2 separate regions of the Lactuca sativa genome follow, and region 1 is linked to region 2. The links are chromatin contacts, called in public Hi-C maps. All regions are on one chromosome and are shown on one strand. Each heading gives the region's core, a stretch centred on a gene start, on an enhancer-like site or on the middle of the called end of the contact. The rest is flanking DNA. Distances are from core to core; before and after follow the strand shown. Region 1 holds the start of LOC111911075 (probable E3 ubiquitin-protein ligase RHG1A). Region 2 holds the start of LOC111911076 (probable serine/threonine-protein kinase At1g01540).

What was found. A called contact is a pair of places that touch in the nucleus more often than the background predicts.
Region 1: a Hi-C map of leaf shows a contact between it and region 2, with 7 times the contacts expected there. The contact joins the promoter of LOC111911075 here to the promoter of LOC111911076 in region 2. A contact is called at or near these places in 2 of 4 Hi-C or Micro-C datasets (both in leaf).

What each region holds. Positions count from the first base shown.
Region 1 is chr4:249,684,467-249,687,522 of Lsat_Salinas_v11, reverse strand. LOC111911075 (probable E3 ubiquitin-protein ligase RHG1A) reads right to left here and starts at 1,449. Exons shown (of 7, transcript XM_042901346.2): 1 at 1,308-1,449; 2 at 867-1,004; 3 at 1-22.
Region 2 is chr4:249,534,833-249,537,769 of Lsat_Salinas_v11, reverse strand. It overlaps LOC111911076 (probable serine/threonine-protein kinase At1g01540), which reads left to right and starts at 1,612. Exons shown (of 7, transcript XM_023906860.3): 1 at 1,612-2,430; 2 at 2,571-2,675; 3 at 2,764-2,886. The coding sequence starts at 1,784.

The DNA.
Region 1 (3,056 bases), core at 200-2,699, 150 kb before region 2:
TTATTTCAAGTTCTTGAAAAACCTGAGTAGAATCAAGATTTGTAAGTACATTGCTATTTCATGAATTTATCCTAGAAGAAAAACCAATGTAACAAAAATAAGTATCTAATGTTATCAACAACAAAAACCATGTATTATCGAAGAATAACAATTTTGAAGATATAGTCATGAACTTAAACTATGTAGTTTACAAGTTATTATATTATTATAATCGAGAAAACAACTGTTCAACTTATGGGTATTCACAATTTGCACTTGTAAATGTACGAGTCTATTAAATGCTCAAGAAGTAAAGCACCAAACCATGTGTAATGGCGTACCAAAGTCAATCTTTCTGACCTAAATTAGGTGGAAACATGTCATAACTTCAAGCAAAATAAAAAAGAATAGGTGTACACCATAAAAATAATCAAACTGTGAAAGAAACAAAGAACATAATCTTTAAAATCAAACAAACACCACCCATCGAATCGGGTCAAATTGAGCATGCATCAAAACGAATGGATCTATGGGTAATCTACAATGAATACATCAAGCATTATTTCAAGAACAGTTTTATATGAATCGGGTAAAGTGTAATCGATTAAACCAGTCAAACAAGCGAAAAATGGTGTGTAGGTGATTATAAAAAGAAGAAAGGATTCAAACAAGAAGAGATAAATCTAAAAACGCATACGGTTATCTACAAAAAGACAAATTTGAAAAAGAAAATAAAGACTTTCTGGTAAAACCCAGCATCAACACCGAAATAAAGAACAAAAAACTGATTTTCCTTCAAAATATGTGAAATTTTCAGATGAGAAATTGGAAAAAACACAAAACTGAAATTGGGTATTGTTAAGAATGATCGATGAAAAACAACATACCTGAAAAAGACGGTAGAATACAGGCGATGGATCTAACGCTAAGTATAAGAAGATCTTGAAACGGTGGTTGAGAGAGTAGATGATGATGATTATGATCAAAACGACTTCATCTTCATCAACATATCTCTTGTTTCCTTTCTATACGAACAAACAAACAACCAAAGAATCAACCAATCAATCAGCTTTCTGATTCTTTAAGCAAAGACTCTTTTCAAAGAAAGAACAGCGAACAAGAGAGGCTTTCTTTCGTTGAGAGAAAATCAAACACGAAATTGTGTGCTTTTGTGGGGTGAAAAATAGGGTAATCTTTAATTTACGAAATAACCCAGAGAGAGAAAGACACACACACACAAAGTCGCAAGGCTCATAGTAGTTTCCTAAAGAAAGAGAGAGAGAGAGAGAGAAAGAATAGAAAAGAGAAGAGGGTGTGTGTATGTGTACCGAATACAAATGGGGGTGTGTTGCGTTGTGTTGTGTTGTGTCTGTCCCTCTCTAGAAAATTAAATTGCGTCTTCCAATGCGCGCCGATGAGACCACCACTTCTGTTTCTTGTTTCTTCTTTCACCCCTTTCACATGCCCTCTATCTTTCTAATCCTTTTCACACCTCCACCTTCTAACCTCTTCTCTTTCTAACCCTTTTAGGCCTAATCAAGAATTAAATTACAATTGTTGTGGTTTTCAAAATTCAACCTACTAGTGCACAATGACAGATAATATTGATATGGATATTTAATTATTACTTAAATGTTTAACCCATTCTATACTAGTATACTACCAATAGAGTAGGGATATATCTTTTGGGTCAAAGTTGGTATTAATTGCATTTGTAATTAATACTAATAGACAAAATTATGTGTATATTGAATTTGAGAGATTGTAAGAATAATTTGTTCCGTTTATTGTATAATCTCTAAAAGAATCACACTAAATAGTAGGTAGGTGTATTGAATATAGCTCTTTGAAGTCATTTATCGATTTATTTTATTTTAAAACCAGCTAAATTTTTGATATTTTTTTATGTATTTATATGTACGTAACTCATTCCTGGCAACCAAGCTATTTTGTTGCTACGTTCTTTGAACGATAACGTACACTTACACTATAACCGGATATAACCTAAACATGCACATCGCTCCTTGTTCGATGCATTTTCTTACAAAAAAAACTTGTTTTCATCGATTGTAGTCACACTTACTAGATTGACTACATGAAATAGTACACAAGAGATGTATGTTAGTTCTAGATCAGATCGAATTTGCTGTAGATGGATGTAGATACAATCGAAAAACTTCAAATTGTAAAACAATTAACAATCGAGAGTGTATAGAAATGTTTCCATAATTTATTTGAATGAACAAAAGAAATTGTAATGCCTAATATGAATTATGACTAATGAACATACAATTAAACATGTCTACGATCTACATTAAAATTCCGATTTCCATACTTAGAAATCGTTTGCATACACTAAAGGTGTATATGATAAAATCATTATTGGACAAATTAAAGAACTAATTCGACATATTAAAGAAGGTCTACTTGGTCTAAGGATGTCGAGTTATATATAGGATACAGTTCGACATGCACACATATAAGGAAATGATTTTTTATATGAAATTTTATTGAAAGTATATCCCTTAGCACATCATCCTTGGTGAAAATATATGTAGAGCAGATGCTGCAAACTAGATGTGTAACGACCCAAATTTCACGTCCAAATTTCATTTAAATTAAGTAGTTTGTAAAACATTTGTAGTAAAACGTCCTACGATCATATCATTTCAATAAACATATCTCGTGTCTAAATACCCAATACATGAAAATAGTAATAATGTCATAGTACAATCCCAAAATATCTCATAATGCGGAAAACCAAAGTGTGTGTGTGTATGATGTGCCGCTACCGCGCCGGCTCCTTCCCCTTCGCTGAAGAGGTACCTGAAACAACAACTGAAAACTGTAAGCACGAAGCTTAGTGAGTTCCCCCATCGTACCACATACCACACAATCATATCACATACATACTGTCATGCATTTCTGGGGTGCCCGACCTACCCGGTACGGCCATTCTGGGGTGCCGACCTACCCATGCAGCCATTCTGGGGTGCTGTCCTTCCCGTGTCAAGCCATTCTGGGGCGCTGACCTACCCGTGTCGAGCCATTCTGGGGTGCTGACTACCCATCGGTCC
Region 2 (2,937 bases), core at 363-2,862:
AGTAATAAAAAATCGAGAAAATATTTGAAAAGTTATCATTTTTTCGATTAGTAATGAACTGTAATCAGAACACACATAAATTAAACCAAAACAAAAGATCAATGTATATATTTGAAACTAAGTGAGGAACTAACATTATAATGTAAATGACATAATCTATGAAACAACTAACCTGGCCATCAGCAGCAGAAGCAACTATGGTTCTGTTATCAGTAAAAGGCATGATTCTATAGTAGAAAGCGATGGATTTTGATAGCTCTAACCTGAGCGGCGATGGTAGGCGGTTTAGGGTATCCTGTGGTGACCTCTTCTTCTCCGTCTGAGTTTTACAGAGAGCATTAGAGGTCGGAAACCACCTTGGTAAACATAACAAATGAAAGCAGCTGAATCGATTAGGGTTAGTACTTCTTATCTATTCGAGCTACAAACACATAGGAGAGAAAGCGTAGGCACACGTATAGTCGCCAAAACATAAGGCGATATGCTCTCCTTCATACACCTAGGAGAGAAATACAGGAATTTGGTTGAACGTGAACAATCAACGGTGGTGGATGCGACTGGAAGCGGTGGGAGCGGAGGAGACAAAACATGCAAAGAAATTAGGGTGCATAGCAGGAGAGGTGAGTTGGAGAAAATGGGGGCAGATTTAGGTATATAGGGTGAAGGAAACCGTTGGTGACAAAAGCAAAAACCTGCGAGAAGGAAACTGGTGGTGGAGTGCTTATCTAAAGAACCCAGAAGCATCGAACGGAGTCGGTGTTGGTCTTTGAAGTTCTTCAAGTTGTAATCGTCATCATCAAAATTCAACTTAGGGATCAATTTTAGTTCGAACACAAGTATTTGGGTTACCATTAGTATCGAACAGAGAGAACAGTTGACAACCGAAAATTGAACTTGGAACCATCTTGCTCATGGAGGCAGGCTACCTTCAACACAGAGGCCGAAATCAAACAGCGCCATGAACAGTGAAGAAGTAGAAGAGGGCTAAAAAGACACATACCTTCAATTGACGTGTCTAACCTCTGGTAACAATTGTGAATGCAAGCAGGCATAACGGAAGCATATAAGCAAAAACAGAGGGCGGCGACCTCTAATTGTGTACGGTTGGGTTGAGGAGGTTGAAGAAGACACAAGAAAGGAATTAACGAATGACAGCCGCTTAAGGCGGTGGAGGATAGTAGCGGTGGGAATAAAAGGTTCGGGAAGTATCGACGAGGCGGTGGATATCGAGATTAACCAAACTCACGTCAACTAACCAACCCAAGAACAGTACCCTGGTCAGGTACTGTTCCTAAGGATTGTCCAAGTTTAATAAAAAAATAATAAAAAATTCAAAAACTTTATGCTAGAGTAACAATAACTTTTTTATTAAATAATTTGCATTTTTTTAACGACGTGGTCTATCCTAGATTCTACCGACACCTTGATACCGCAACTTGTACGATATTCATTTTCGTAAATACATTCTTACATATAAAAAAGTAAATTTGCATTCCAATTTGTAAATATACCAATATATTATTATATTAATTAATTAATTAATATTCAACTTACATAAATTGAATCCCAATACAAGCTTCCAAATATCTTAATGGTAAATAGAAGATTTTTCTATTATCATTCAGAAACGCAGGATTCCCTCTCTTCTACAGTCCCTACTCAATTTTGTCTTCTTGTTCTTCTACCACATCTTGGTAATTTTGTCTCCCTTCTTGACATCTTTAACGCTTCGTTCCCATGGACTTTTAGATTGTTTATCAGTAACCAAACACCGACAACAAAAATGTCCGGGTTTCTAAACGATGAGCTCTCCCGAAAAACCTCAATTTTTGGTTTAAAATTTTGGGTTGTTCTTGGAATTTGCTTTGGAGCCGCCATTGTCATCATCGTGTTCTTCATTTCACTCTATTTCACCTCGAAACGAAAAAAAACCTTTCATAAGACCAAAACAGTACCTCAAAAACCCACAATCCCAACAATCACCGACGAATTTCAACAACCTCGGTTCGACCCGACCCGAATTCACACTGTTCAAGCTCACGACAACAACAAGCATCAACAGCAGGTCGTAAACACAGCAACCAAATCGGATACTTTAGCCATAGTGACGAGCCATGCAGCTGAAGATGATGGTAATTTCGAGAAGATCCAGGTAGAAATTGGAAAGGGTCATCGCATTTCTTACCCGGAAAGAAGTGGTGGCGGGTCGTCTTATGGAAGCGGGTCGGGTGATCAGCTTTCGGTTGTTTCTGTTCAGCCCGAAGTTTCCCATTTGGGTTGGGGCCATTGGTATACTTTGAGGGAGCTTGAGCTTGCAACAAATGGGTTCTCAGACGAAAATGTGATTGGTGAAGGTGGATATGGTATTGTTTATTCTGGCGTTTTAATGGATAATACAACTGTTGCTGTCAAAAATTTGCTCAATAACAGGTTAATTTACAGTGAATAAACTCTTATTTTGACTTTATTCAGTATAGGGAACTAATTGAGGTTCATATTATTGACTAAATTATAGATAAATTCAAATGATAAATCAGTTAGCGTTCTTGTTTTTGTGTTGGATTTGACAGAGGACAAGCTGAGAAGGAGTTTAAGGTTGAAGTGGAAGCCATTGGACGAGTTCGTCACAAGAATTTAGTTAGGCTTCTTGGTTATTGTGCAGAAGGAGCTCAAAGGTATAATAACTCTTGATTACTTCCATTAAAAAAACCTTTTTGATCAATTGGACAATTTCTTGATTTGGAATTTGATTATTGTAATTAGGATTCTTGTTTATGAGTTTGTAAACAATGGGAACTTAGAGCAATGGCTTCACGGAGATGTAGGACCAATTAGTCCTCTTACATGGGAGATCCGTATGCGCATTATACTTGGAACGGCTAAAGGGTATTTTCGGAATCCAAAATATTAACCGCTTTGACTGTTACACGAGACATG